Linked DNA regions of Mus musculus: region 2 is linked to region 1. The links are chromatin contacts, called in public HiChIP or PLAC-seq maps. All regions are on one chromosome and are shown on one strand. The core of a region is the stretch at or near the end of the contact, and the rest is flanking DNA. Distances in the headings are between cores, read along the strand shown. Region 1 holds the start of Chrnb1 (cholinergic receptor, nicotinic, beta polypeptide 1 (muscle)). Region 2 has its middle 21 kb from the start of Slc16a11.

The links. HiChIP or PLAC-seq counts read pairs in DNA pulled down with a chosen protein or histone mark.
Region 2: an H3K4me3 HiChIP or PLAC-seq map of bone marrow-derived macrophages shows a contact between it and region 1, with 2.9 times the contacts expected there. The contact joins the enhancer-like site here to the promoter of Chrnb1 in region 1. A contact is called at or near these places in 14 of 39 promoter capture datasets (the 3T3-L1 cell line, 3T3-L1-derived adipocytes, cranial neural crest and 10 more), 2 of 115 datasets of contacts at active chromatin or transcription factors (bone marrow-derived macrophages and pancreatic cancer cells) and 1 of 9 other capture datasets (adipose tissue).

Annotation. Positions count from the first base shown.
Region 1 is chr11:69,793,327-69,800,511 of GRCm38.p6, reverse strand. Chrnb1 (cholinergic receptor, nicotinic, beta polypeptide 1 (muscle)) reads left to right here and starts at 4,575. Exons shown (of 11, transcript NM_009601.4): 1 at 4,575-4,690; 2 at 4,778-4,917; 3 at 5,499-5,543; 4 at 6,253-6,362; 5 at 6,520-6,628; 6 at 6,900-7,047. The coding sequence starts at 4,633. It overlaps Fgf11 (fibroblast growth factor 11), which reads left to right. Exons shown (of 5, transcript NM_001362623.1): 2 at 736-846; 3 at 1,057-1,160; 4 at 1,750-1,948; 5 at 2,240-4,444. The coding sequence ends at 2,310.
Region 2 is chr11:70,189,610-70,196,794 of GRCm38.p6, reverse strand. No RefSeq gene overlaps it. Among named protein-coding and RNA genes, the nearest start is that of Slc16a11, 21 kb to the left of the region's middle. Within about 2 kb of position 4,479, at least 50 of the 459 cell types and tissues checked have an H3K27ac peak or open chromatin away from gene starts, as enhancers often do. A contact at or near this core is called in bone marrow-derived macrophages, where this site is marked.

The DNA.
Region 1 (7,185 bases), core at 3,326-5,825:
ACCCAGCCCCCACGTGATGCAGCCTGCCTCTCCATCTCTGTCCCCTCTTCCTTTTCCTTGATGTGGTTTAAATGTCCCCCATCCCAGGCCAGTTACCTGGCTGAAGGGTAGAAGCTCAGTCTCAGGGAAAACTGGACCCTCGTGAGCCAGCCGACTGACTGACAGACAGACAGACAGATGGGTCAGTGTCAGACAGGCCGGCGCTGTGCCAGAGCAAGGCCCGCGCCAAGCGAGCGGCAGCTGCAGCAGCAGGTGCTGAGTCAGCGTCAGTCAAGCCCAGTCCCACCCCTACTTCTGAGGGGGAGCCCCTTCCCTGTGGTCACCTTGCTGCTCACCCCGACATTTGCAAACACATTGCCCTGCGTTTCTGGCACTGTCCGTTTCTCTCTCTCTCTCTCTCTCTCTCTCTCTCTCTCTCTCTCTCTCTCTCTCTCTCTCTCTTCTACCTCCTCCCCGCCCCCAACTCTGGTAGGGAAAAGGAATTAAACCATTTAAATAAATTTCAATAAATTAAGCTGACGCTCATGATTAGAGAAAGCGGAAGGGACCCACACCCCAGCTTCCTCAGGAATCAAAGCGAGGTGGAGGGAAGCTTGCTTGAAGGGTAAAGGAGCTGGGGCCCTGGAACCCTCTTCTCTTCATTTCCCCTTTCTTCTTTCCTGTGATCCCGCCAAGTGTAGGAATGTTTCTGGGAACAGAGATGTCATTTTCAAAGATAAATGTCTCTCTCTCCAGAGCCTCAGCTCAAAGGCATCGTCACCAAACTGTTCTGCCGCCAGGGTTTCTACCTCCAGGCGAATCCCGATGGGAGTATCCAGGGCACCCCAGAGGACACCAGCTCCTTCAGTGAGAAGGGACACCAGCTGCAGGGTGGGCAGTGGGGAGATGGGGACAGGAGATGACAAGCCTATCACCTCTTCAGGCTTGGCTGCCTTCCATTTGTCTTCTTGGGCCCCAAGGGAGGCAGTGAGGCTGGAGTTGGGGGGCGGGGCTCAGATGGAAATGAGGTACTTGGGTATTGACTGCTTGCTTTCCACTCCCCCACCCCCACCCCAGCCCACTTCAATCTGATTCCTGTGGGACTCCGTGTGGTCACCATCCAGAGTGCCAAGCTGGGTCACTACATGGCCATGAACGCTGAGGGGCTATTGTACAGCTCGGTAAGAGGACAATGAGGCTGAGTGGCCTGGACGACTGGGGACACCCTCAGCACATAATCATCCTTTGCTACACACATGGCTTACACCCAGGACTCTGTCCTTCCTGTTTTGGCTTGTCTAGGGCCTAGTCCAGAACTCCCCCTCTAGAGTTCACTCTCCCTCAAGGGGCCCAGGCTCTTTGGATGCCTGACTCTTCCAGCTATTACAGTGGCACCTCTCAGCCTTCAAACCTCATCTTTCCTCCGGATAAATACGAGGTTGGGAACGAAGAGAAGAAATCTTATTTCTAGTGCCCCTGTAAATTTAGATCCTGCCCCTGGGTGGTTCACTGGGTTCTTCCTATTCTCTCTGTGTTCTGGCTGCTGCATGGACTGAGTAGCTGCCGTCCTCCTTTCCAAATGATGTATGGATTATATCTTGGCTGTTTCTTCCCAAGGGCTCCATTCTACCAGTGATCTCTCTCTCTCTCTCTCTCTCTCTCTCTCTCTCTCTCTCTCTCTGTGTGTGTGTGTATGTGTGTGTGTGTGTGTGTGTGTGTGTGTGTGTGTGTGTTGTGTGTCCACACCTCTTTCTGAATCTGTCTCCTCAGCCACATTTCACAGCAGAGTGTCGCTTTAAGGAGTGCGTCTTTGAGAATTACTATGTCCTGTATGCCTCTGCTCTCTACCGTCAGCGTCGTTCTGGCCGGGCCTGGTACCTAGGCCTGGACAAGGAAGGCCGGGTCATGAAGGGAAACCGAGTCAAGAAGACCAAGGCAGCTGCCCACTTTGTGCCCAAGCTCCTGGAGGGTGGGTATGGGCTCCAGAAAAGGTGGGTCACGTGGGAGGGCATTGACCTTGACATGAACACTTAATGACACATAGCTCGGGCAGGCCATAAATGTTCAACAAGATGTTGTTATGGCAGATGGAGGCAGGAAGGCTTTGGCCTTTGGGGGGTTAGGAAGCTCTCTTCTTTTGGGTTGGGGTTCTCTAAGGGTGAGTGTAAGAGAAGGGAGGCCTCTCAGAGCTCTGCTTCTTCCTGGCTCCCTATGTGCCTAATTCTCCTTCCTTGCTCCTCTCTCTCTCTCCCCTCCACAGTGGCCATGTACCGGGAGCCTTCTCTCCACAGTGTTCCTGAGACCTCCCCTTCCAGTCCCCCTGCCCACTGAGATATAGTCCCTGGACTGGAGGCTCCCTGCTCTTCCAGTGAGTCAGCCACCGCCACATCCTGTGTCCTAGCCCTGCGCCGGGCCTTGCCGCTCTCACCCCTGTTGCCACACACATGCCCTGAGCAGTCAGGTCTCAGCAGGTGCTGCACCCTGTGGGAGCTTCGGGGCTGTCAGGGACCTCCGGAGTTGCTGAGCTCTTAGATCCTGGGGCCCAGGAGAGGTCCCAAGATGGGGGTGCCTGAGATGACCCTGCCTGATCACTTCTCTTTTTTCCACACTAATTCCTACCCCTTAAGAGAACACCCATTTTTTTTCCTAAAAGGCACCGGGGTTCCAACACTCAAGGCAGGAAGGTAATACTCTTCACCCTGGCTGAGCCAGTCTCTGAAGCCATGTCCTTCTTTGCATCGTCTCGAAGCCATAGCTTTCTAGGTCGGTCCACTGGCACTCAGAATGCATCTCCTTCTCTCTCTGCTCTACCTTCTGACTTGGTCTGGACAGGTTCTGATAGAGCTGGTCACCCCAGCCAGGCAGGGCCATCCCTATGTTCTGTGTTGGAACCCAAGTATGTATCCTTTCCACGTCTATCCTTGTCCTAGATGGACACCTCCCACCCCTGGCTTTAAAAAAGAGGCCCCCTACTGTAGCAATTGGCCTTGGTCTGAATTGGGACCAGTCTCAGGTCACCACTGATTAAACCTTCTTATCCCAGAGACACCCAATTCTAGAACGTGGTATTCTAGACCTTTCTGGAGCCATACTTCCTCCTGAATCTCAGTTCTAGGACATAGCCCATGACTCTCAGCCCTTTCTTCCCGGATGGAGCTAGGGCCTGTATAGCCATATTATTGTACTAGAGTAAGTTCTAGACCTACCCTTCCACTTTCTCTAGCAATTAAAGGATGAGCTATGGGTAGAACTCAGCTATGATTAATTAAAAACTGATTGGCTCTGAGCTGTGCTTGGTGGCACACACCTGTAATTCAGCACCCGGGAGGCTGAATCAGACAGATCCTGAGTTGGAGGCCATCCTGGGCTACAATAGCAAAACCCTGTCTCAAAAGCCAATACACACACACACATACACACACACACACACACACACACACAGAGAGAGAGAGAGAGAAAGAGAGAGAGAGAGAGAGAGAGAGAGAGAACTAATCAGTACTGAACGGATCAAGAACCACTTCTTGCTTTTCCTAAATAATTTTCTAAAAATAGTCCCTCCAGAATACTAACCTTACTTTTACATGGTTTCTAGTTTCAGCATTCCAACTAGGGTTCTGCCAGGGAGACAAGAGTCTGGGGAAAGATACAGGAATTCTGGAAGAATATACCTGGCTCCTAGAAGGGAAGCTGAGAGGGAGAAAATGCCATGGTATGATTGAACCTGTGTCTGAACACTTAGCTACCTCAGCAGGAATTCCTTCCAGATCCCTTTTAAAGCTGAGGACTTTCGTTCTGATATGGTATGCTGCATCTGTGAGGTAAAGGAGAGGAGGAGAATCAGGAAATAAAAGGCTAGCCTGGGCTACCTAGTGAGGTCAGGGCCAGCCTAGGCTATGTGAGACCCTGTCTCAAACAACAGGAAGCTAAGGTCTACAATGAGAATAACTCTAGAATTAAAAAGGACAAATAGGGACACAGCCTTGACTCCCCCTCACAGCAGAGAGACCCCCAACTCAGCAATAAGTTCAACTTCTCCGAGCCCTCTACAGGTCAGGCTTAGGAAACGAGGAGCCTCTTGGGCTCCCAGACCTCATATGTATCCCCAGAGCTTCTAACTAAATAGAATTTACTTTACTTTACAGCTTTTAAACCTCAGGTGGGTTCTAAGTACCCAAAAAGGACCTGAAAAACGGAGAAAGCCATGGGGAACCTCTAGTAAAATAGGAGGTAGATTCTGAGTCTAGCAGATGTAGGTGGAAACGTCTATTGAGGTCCTAAGGGAGGGGCTAGTGCTCAAAGACAGGTCACTTTTCCTCAGGCCCTTTTACTTCTGGCTTGTTGCAAGAGATGCCCCCCTCCCTCATACAAACCCCGCTCAGGCTCCGCCCATCTCCTGGCACTGCTCTCAGGGGACGGGGTCTCCACTTCATGCTTTCTGTAATTAAAGATGATTTATACAACCGGAGTGTTATCTGACATTTGTGAGTGGAGGGCGACTGCAGTTGCTCCGGGCGGGACCAAGTCCCGAGGGCGGGGCGGGTGGGCTGGCGTCTGGTCCCCCGACAACAGGTGCACATTCCTGGGCGCCTCGTCACTTCCCCTGGCCTGAGGCCGCTATCCGGACAAACTTCACTGAGCGAAAGAGGCAGGGCCATGGCCTTAGGGGCGCTGCTTCTGCTTCTAGGGGTACTCGGGACGCCCCTCGCCCCAGGTAAGTCAGTTTGGGTCTCCAAGAGGCAGTGATGAGCAATGGTCACGGCCAGCCCCGGGAGCGTCACTTAGTGCTTTCCTTCGTCAGGCGCCCGCGGGTCGGAAGCCGAAGGCCAACTGATTAAGAAACTTTTCTCCAACTATGATAGCTCGGTGAGGCCGGCGCGGGAGGTGGGAGACCGCGTCGGGGTCAGCATCGGCCTCACCCTGGCGCAACTCATCAGCCTGGTGAGAGCGGCACTGCGGGTGGAGTCGCTGGGCAGGACCGACTGGGGGCGTGGCTTTAGACGCTGCCCAGAAGATCGACAGCCTGGGGGCGGGCGGGTTATGCTAAGAGGCAGACAAGCCTTTGGCGGTGATTGGGTAAAAATCAGACCAATGAACTAGTTCATGGGCGAGGCCTCTATGATAGGTACAGAATACTGTTCTGCTAACTCGCCTGTGGGCGGGTTTTGAGGCGGAGCTGGGGCAGAAGGACCTGCTACCGGGAGGACCTCGAGGCGGGGCTGTGTAATATTCTAGCAAAGTCCAGCAGAGCTTGGTACCTAAGCAGTCAATAAACAACTCTGAGCGGAGATTCAGAGTTGTATCCATTAGACGCCGGGCGTGGCCCGTGACTTAACCTCGACGTAAAAGAAAGGAAAGCAGGCACCAAGGCTGGTGTTTCGAGATTGATATGAGATGGAGTTTGCACCCAAGAAGGTGCAATTTAGAGAAAGGGACTAGAGATTCCATGGAGAAAGTAACTCACCGAACCCTCGTTTCCACCCACTTCATTTCACTTCTGCCTTTTAACTTTTCCATTCTAGAACGAGAAGGATGAAGAAATGAGCACAAAGGTGTACTTAGACCTGGTATGGAGACCTCGTGGGTTAGGGAAAGGCACCCTGTTTCCTTTATATTAATCTCCTGGAGTCCTCATCCCAGTAAGATTTTTTTTTAATAGTAACTCACAACGTACACATATAATAACTGAAACAGAATTTTCGATCAACAAATTTAAGATACAAGTTTGGGGATCACTAATTTGAATTCCCATCCTTGAAAGATCCTGAACTGCATGCAGGTTGAACATCACTTTAGGGTGGCTAGTTCAATCTCTTCAGTTATTTCTTAAATTATTCTATTTTTATTTTATGTGAATGGGTGTTTTGCTTGCATATGTCTGTGAAGCACATGCATAACTGGTGTCCGTGGAAGCCAGAAGAGGGCCCCTGTTCTCCTGGAACTAGAGTTACAGATGTTTGGGCCTTCCACGTAGGTGCTCGGAATCTATTTTGGGTCCTCTGGAAGAGTAGCCAGTGCCCTTAACCAATGAGGTATCTCTTTAGGCCCCTTCTTCGGTTTGAGACTGAAAAAAGAGAGTTCAGTCCAGGGCTCGGGACTGGGCGGAGGAAACCAGTTGACGTGAATCCCAGACAGTGACAGCATAGCCAGAACCTTTTTTCCTTTTCTCAGCCCTGTGCTTCTCCCCTTTGCACCCTCTTCCTGGCATTCTTTCTGACACCTCAAGCCTCTCCCAGCCCTTTAGCCTGAACAGCCCTTTAGCCTCTGCTTCCTTAGGAGTGGACCGACTACAGGTTAAGCTGGGACCCCGCAGAACATGATGGCATCGATTCTCTCCGCATCACTGCTGAATCCGTTTGGCTCCCTGATGTGGTGCTGCTGAACAAGTAGGGTCTTTCTAAAGCCTGGGCGGGGTTGAGGCATGAGGGGATTAGGGTAAGCCATGGTGTGTGTGTGTGTGTGTGTGTGTGTGTACCATCGGGGAAGGGGCAGGGTCTCCGGGGGACAGATCCAGATCCCATATGAAAAATCTCTTCCCTTTAGCAATGACGGAAATTTCGACGTTGCCCTGGACATCAATGTTGTGGTATCTTTCGAGGGCTCTGTGCGCTGGCAACCCCCTGGCCTGTACCGCAGCAGCTGCAGCATCCAGGTTTTCAAGCTTTTGTCTGACCTCAGGCTTCCTGACTCCCCAGCTACTCCCAATCCAGTGCCACCGTTCCTCCTGACCCAAACCTCTCGGTTGTCTGCCCTGACTTTCCACTGCCCTGTATCCTTGCTTTGGGATTCTGCCTTCTTCAGAGGTTGCCTGCCATATTTCTGATTCCCTTCTCCTTTGTAACCCGAGTCCAGTGACCTTCCAAACTCCCCTAGTCCTTCCTTGCCAGGTCTTTGGCAGCTCCAGTGTCTTCCCCTCCATCCAGGTCACCTACTTCCCCTTTGACTGGCAGAACTGCACCATGGTGTTTAGTTCCTACAGCTATGACAGCTCTGAGGTCAGCCTGAAGACGGGCCTGGATCCTGAAGGAGAGGAGAGGCAGGAAGTCTACATTCATGAAGGGACCTTCATTGGTGAGTGGACGTGGTTCTCACATCCAAGGCTGAGAGGCAGGTTCTCTTATGGATGCTCAGTGAACCTGGTGGGGTCAGCAACTTGGGGATGATGATCAATACTGCAAATATGGCAAAGGAAGCCAAGCGTGGTAAGTC
Region 2 (7,185 bases), core at 3,230-5,729, 400 kb before region 1:
TGAAAGGATCAAAATTGGCCCAGGACACATCAAAACCAAGTTCTCAGTACAAAGGAAATTTATTTGCCCCAGAGGGACAAAGAGCCGGGAATAAGAGACAGAGACGGAAGATAGATGAGAGAGAAAAGGGGCAAAGGAGAGGAGGACGGGATATTTGCCACCGAGGGACAAAGGATAGAGGGACTTCTGGATAGAGAGAAGACAGATGTTGCCCAGAAGCAAATAGTTTATAAAGGAAGATGAGGAACACCCCCCCACACACACACACCCACACAACTGCTGCCCTCACCCTCTCTACCCTCACTCTCCACCCCCTGTTAGGATGAGTTGGTTTGTTTTGATTAGGCATGTTAATTAGGTGAGCCAAAGTGGGGATTTTGACTACTTCAATACTTGGATAGCTGGACTTTTGTAGTCAGCCTCAGGAGGAGGAAGTGGCCAAAATAAGAGACTAGACCTTGGTGGCTAGCTGTAGGAATGTAATCTAACAGTTTATCAAGGCTTGCCAGAACCAGGCTTGGACCTACTAAGACCCTTCCTTCTCCAATTCACTATGTAGCTAAGCATGGCTTTGAACTTTGATCCCCCTGCTTCTGCCTCTGAATGCTGGAATTACAGTCATGAACCACCACACCCAGCTGTATGTAGTTTGGGATCTTCATAAGTGCGAGGCAACCGGTCTACAGGCTCAGTGCAGGGAGATACATTTCTAACTCTTCCCAGCTCTCAATACTCATTTGTATGTCGCCTATTGAGCTCCTCAGTGGTCTATGGTCCTAATTTATTGCTGCTCCACTCTGAACATATACCTCGTTATTAGCCAGCTTCCAATCTGTCCTAATTATTGCACGTCTATCTTCATCTCCGCTAAGATCAATCCATATCAAGAGGGGCTCTAGGCCCACACTATTAAGAAGGATGGTTTAGAAACCATGGCCTCCAAGGGCTGATTTGTTGGAGAACTGATCCTAGGTGAGAGGACCTAGTGGGCAGTCATTAGGTCAATTGTTGGCTAGCTCTCAAGGTGTCCTGTGGGACCCTCAACTCTTTGATTGCCTGTCTGACAATATAATCTCTCCCTGTTGTTCATGTCCTCGGTTCCATCACCATAACCATGCATTGGATCCCTAGGACCATGAGCTAAATAAACTTCTCTATTTCACAAAGTTAGTTTGGCTTAAATGATACTTACAGAAATAAAGAAGACTGGACTAATACAAAGGCATTGGCATCAAAGCACACACTTTCAAGAAAGTGCAGTCAAGGGCTGGAAAGATGGCTCAAGTCATTATGCTCTTCAGCGGACCTGGGGTTGGTTCTCAGCACCTCTATCAGACAGCTCAGAGCTGCCTGTAACTCCGACTTCAGGAGGTCTGGCGCTCTCTACTGGTGTCTACAGGAAACTGCATTTGAGTGCACACACACACACACACACACACAATTAAGAATAAAAATGAAGCTGGCCTTAGTGAAACACACGTTTGATCTCAGTACTTGGGAGGCAGAAGCAGGCAGATCTCTGTGAGTTTGAGGCCAGCCTGGGACAGAGTGAGCTCTGGAACAGTCAGGACTACACAGAAAGAAAGATCCAGTCAAAAACAAACCAAAAACTCCACTAAACCCAATAACAACAACAATAACAATAACAAATAATGTAAGAAAAAAGTCATTATCTTGTTCTAATTTAGCATTAAAACAAAAAACCTCAGGTTGAGTGGTTTACAGAAAATTATTTATCAAGCTCTGGAAGCTGAGACCTATAGAATCAAGTCACTAATAGGTCAGATATATGATGGGGGTTCACATTCCAGTCCATGATGTCTTCTTATGTATTCTAATATACAGAAGGAAGCCGGGGAGCGCTGTAAGGTTTCCTTCAGACCAGCACCAACCTCATTCCCGGAACCATGCCTATGACCTCGTCACTTCCAAACACAGTCGCACTGTGTCTTAGGGTGTTAGATGTGAAACATTAGGGGTTGGAAGGAACATAAACAAATATTCAATCTATAGCACTGTAGACATCAATAAAGCCAAGCGGGGCTGGGGAAATGACCCAGTGTGCAAAGTGCCCGCTGTGCAAAGGTGAGGCTGGAGTCTGGATGCTCATTTACCTATATCTGAACCCCAGAACTTTCAAGGGAAGGAGACGGGCAGATTCCTGCAGCTCACTGGCCAACCAGTTTAGCTTACCAGTGAGTTCTCCCACATATCAGTGGGAGACTCCATCTCAAAGAAGGAGGAGAAGAGGGAGGAGGAGGAGAGTGATAAAGACATCCAGTGTCAATCTCTGACCTCCACATATGCATGCATGAAAACTGAAATGCACAAACACACACACATACACACACCACACACATATCACACACATACACCACACCATACATACAACATACACATTCACAGTATACACACACAGCACACATGCACACAACACACACACACACACACACACACACACACACAAACAGTCAAGCCAAGTTCAGAAATACAGCCGTTTGCTTGTCAGTGGCTCAATGTCATAACTAAGGAACTAGGAGCTTTCCCAAATGTTTAGTCTTCACCCTGACTGTTTCTACTTTCCCCCTCTTAGTCACTACATTGCTTGCTGCTGTCTCAGACATAGCATTCGGAACCAATGATGCGCTAAGGAACATGAAAGCATTTCTTCTAGTGTGTCCTCCTCAGAGGTAAAGATACCTTCCTTCCCAGCCGGTATCCCTTGGCTCAGGGCCAGGAATTTACCACATCTCTATGCTTAAACCCGCCAGGGACTGGGTTGATGAGAACAGCTGGGGTTCCTGTCAGGCCCTAGCTCTGGGACTGAAACAGAGACAGCCTCATCTGAAGTTCATAACTGTACGGAGTTATGGAGTAGGGTGGATCCCTAAATACTTAAGGGACTGATGGTAAGAATGAAAACATTGTGGATCATGTTGCATAAAAGAGAGACAGACAGACAGACAGACAGACTTTGGCTGAGTCACGTATGAACTGCCCACTGGGACCTGAAAGGACACACAGAGAAGCTGAAAAGAAAGACGGCCTGAGAAGAGCACATTCCTGGCCGTCTGTTTCCTTGCCTGACTGGTCTGGAACTCAGATCCATCTGCCTCTGGCTTTTCAGTGATAGATCAAAAGCAGGTGGCACCATGCCTGGACTTTTGTTATTATTAACGTGATTTGTTTTCTCTGATAATAAATGACCAACTCTGCCCTCTCCCGACACACACACATCCAGAGTCTTAAGTAACTGTTGTATTAGGAAGAACCTGACCTCAGAGGCAGGAAATGGGCAACAATGTAGCAACCATAATGTGTCTCTTCCTGGCCTAGACAACAACAGCCACATTCCCAATGGTCTCTTGGCCTCCAGCCGGACTCTACAGTCCAAACTCTTTACTGCCACAAAGTGAGTTTTTCAGTAGTCAGTTCTGCCCTTAGTACAGAGTCCTAATTCCTTAACCAGCAACTCAGAATCCTTCATCATATTAACACTGGTCATCCTTGGGGTTCCCCCTCCAGTACCCTCAGCTTCAGCCTTGATAGTTAGGACCGGAGTTGAAGGATAAACAGCAAGACTTGTTTTAAAATTAGATGTAGCGCCAAACCAATAAATTCTGAGGTGCTGAATGGGTTTCAGCAGCCATGGTCTGATTAAAAGAACAAGGGGCTGGAGAGAGAATGCAGTGGCTAAGACTGCTGGTTGCTCTTGGGAAGGACACAAGTTCAGTCCCAGCACCCACCTCACAGCTCATAATCATCTGTAACTCCAGCTCAGTGCCAGGGGATCTGCGGCCTCGTCTGCCTCCATGGGCACTACACATGTGTGATCCATAGATATACATGCAGGCAAGACACACGCATAAAATAAAATAATGAATTTTTAAGGAAATTTTTTAGTAAGAAAGAATAGAACTAACTAAACTAGGTCTATTAGGAAATTTGTTAAATCAATAGAGGTAATTTCCTTAAAAAGAAGAAATTACCAAATCTACTGAACTTAAATAAAAAATAAGCACGATGCTCCACATACCTTCTATTCATCAACAATTTCTAGAAATTCTAGTAAGTATAAAAATACATAATTATAGACTACACACCTAGGAAATATAAAAATATAAGGTACATAAACTAATCTATATATATATATATATATATATAGTATAAAATAGCAGAATTAATAAAATTTTACAAGATGGCTGAATACAAGCCCTGTACGCGTAAAACAGTACCTTTAATTCCCTATGCTAACAACAGGACAACTAACTTTCTTGGAACCCTCCTACTGCAGAACTACCTAAGGTAGGTTAAAAAGAAAGAAAAGTGCCGTTTAAGTTAGCAACTCAGCTATAAAGAAAGCAGTGGGATTTTTTTTTTTTTTTTTTTTTTTTTTTTTGTCTAAAGCATGAATCACAAGCCACAGAGGCTGGGGCATAAGAGCCCACGAACACAGTGGAGCCAAGGGCATTCCCATGTGGCTTATGAAAGACAAGATGGAGGCTGGCTGATGATAGAAAGTTCAGAAATGACTACAGAGTGGGCAAAAGAAACCTGTTTGCCTTATCCCCACCACTGGGCAGAGAAAGACAAGCCATATCATAAAAATTCAGAACTAGTGCCGGGTGTGGAGACACGTGCTTTAACCCCAGCGCTTGGGAGACGGAGTGGTAGGTGGATCTCAGTGAATTTGAGGCCACCTGGGTCCACATAAGTTCCAGGCCAGCCAGGGTAACATAGAGAAACTATCTCAAAAAACAGCAACAGCAGCAGCAGCAGCAACAGCAGTGACTACATAACTGGAAATGCCCACTCCAAATCAGATCAGGGCCCACCCATCTGACACATCTGAGATCCCAGATACCCATGGCAGAGCATCTATAGTAAGGTCCTGCCAGATTGGACAGGTCCCAGGCACCGGCTGAAGCAAGCATGAGCCCTCTCTGGAGGAAGATTCCATCAAAGCTTTCTTGACAACTTTTAAAGAGACAGATTTCTAGAACCAAGCGTTTACAGCTCAGAAACGCACAATGCTCTCTCTGTGTCTCTGTCTCTGTGTCTCTGTCTCTGACTCTCTCTCTCTGTCTCTCCATACACACACACACACAACACACACAAGACTAGGCAAGACAAATCAGCAATAAGAAGTGGCAGAATGAGGCCCACGTGGAATTTAGTGACTTGAATTTTAGAGAGAATAAAAATAAACACATTATATAAGTAAATAGAATAAAACTTGAAAATGTGAGCTAGAGGTCATTGTCAAAAAGGTGAGCAGGCTCGCTCTGGTGGACTAGTGGGGCCACATGCCCATGGTAGCCAAGGAGAGGGCTGTGAGCATGCGTGCAGTGGATCACTTCTGCTTAGAGGAGTGGGGCCTCCTCTGGTTCTAAATGGAAGATCCAGAGTGTGACTCATTGCTTCCTATGCTGACATTCATAAAAGGCATGGTCTGGCTGTTACAAAGTCGGGAGAACCGGCTTCCAACTCCAGGCACGGAAGCTAGTGTGAGCATCAAATAGGAAAACTCAGACTGTATGAAACGTAATTTTTCTTTGCCACCCCCCCCCTTTTTTTTTTCCTGAGATGGGGTCTCTTTATGTAGTCCTGGCTGTCCTGGAGCTCATAATATAGACCAAGCTGGCCTCTAATTCAGAGATCCTCTTGCCTCTGCCTCCTGAGAGCTGGGATTAAAGAAGTGCACCACCACCATGCCTGGCTTTCCCTCTGACTTTGGTAAGAGTGATGGACATGACATGACCTTTAAAGAAGAGAGATGGCTCCGTGGTTTAGAGCCCTTGCTGCTCTTGCAGAAGACCCAGATCTAATTCCCAGAATCTACATGAAGGCTCATTGCAACCTCAGTTCCAGGGATTTCTGATCTCCGCAGTCACCGGCATGCACACAGTACACACACCTACAGGCAAAATGTTCAGGTGCACAAAATTAAATAATTAAGAAAAGGAAAATCCTGCTGTGTGTGTGGTGGCAGAGGACAGCGAAAACAAAAGGGAAGGATTCCAACCTATACTGAGAATTGGATTAAGACCTCAGTGTGGACTCCATAGCAGTGAGGCGGAACAGGAAATGTTTTTGAGATGAACAGAGGTAGCCAAAGGGCAAAGAGATCACTTCTGTTCTTGTGGTCTCATTGCAGTCAGCAGAGCCTCAAGAGGAGGAGAGCTCGGGGCATGGTGGCGCACGCCTTTAATCCCAGCACTTGGTAGGCAGAGGCAGGCAGATTTCTGAGTTCAAGGACAGCCTGGTCTACAGAGTGAGTTCCAGGATAGCCAGGGCTGCACAAAGAAACCCTGTCTTGAAAAGAAAAAGGAAGGAAGGAAGGAAGGAAGGAAGGAAGGAAGGAAGGAAGGAAGGAAGGAAGGAAAGAAGGAAGGAAGAAAAAGAGGAGGAGAGCTCAGCCTCTTTGCTGAGCTTTGCTGATACAAAGAAACAATGGGTTTTAGGGGGTTTTGATTTTTTGCAACAGATATGATTACAATTTTTTTTTAACCAAGGTTAAAAGCTACTTAGTTTATATGTGTCCTATGTGACTTTCTGAAACATTCTCTCTCCATTCTTAGTTTCAGTTCTCCATGCTTAGGTATGTTTAGGGTATGTGTGTACTCTTTAGACTCGGCTGATGTTAATGGTTGTAGCTATCCCTTAGTGTTCTAAAGAGAGAGTGAATCCATCCATTTTCTTTTGCTTTAAAAGGTATATGAGCCAGGGAATTTTATAAATTCAAGAGTCCTACTTAGCTCATGGCTTTAGAGGCTGAAGGGCAAAGGGCTGCTACTGGCTGCGTTTTCCAGAAGGATCCGTGACAGATGAGCGCAGGGTGGTGTGATCGCGTGCGAGAGCAATCACGTGGTGACGATACAGGAAACCAGAGAGATGCAAAGGTCAGGCTTGCTCTTTTCTAACGCCCACTCCCGTAGGAACCAACTCACTGTCTCATAACAGCATTAGTTCTTTGTGAATCCAGAGCTTTCAATGGCCTACCTACCGCCTGCTTGACATTGCCCCTTAAATGTCATCCCACCTCAGGGCCCAAGCCCCCAACGCCTGAGCCCTGAGGGACCACATTTGAGCAGTATCCAAAGCATAACGAATGGCTAGCTTGCCACGGTCAGTGCAAATCACCCTGTAGAAAACTGATCTTGCGCGCATGCGCGCGGGGCGGGG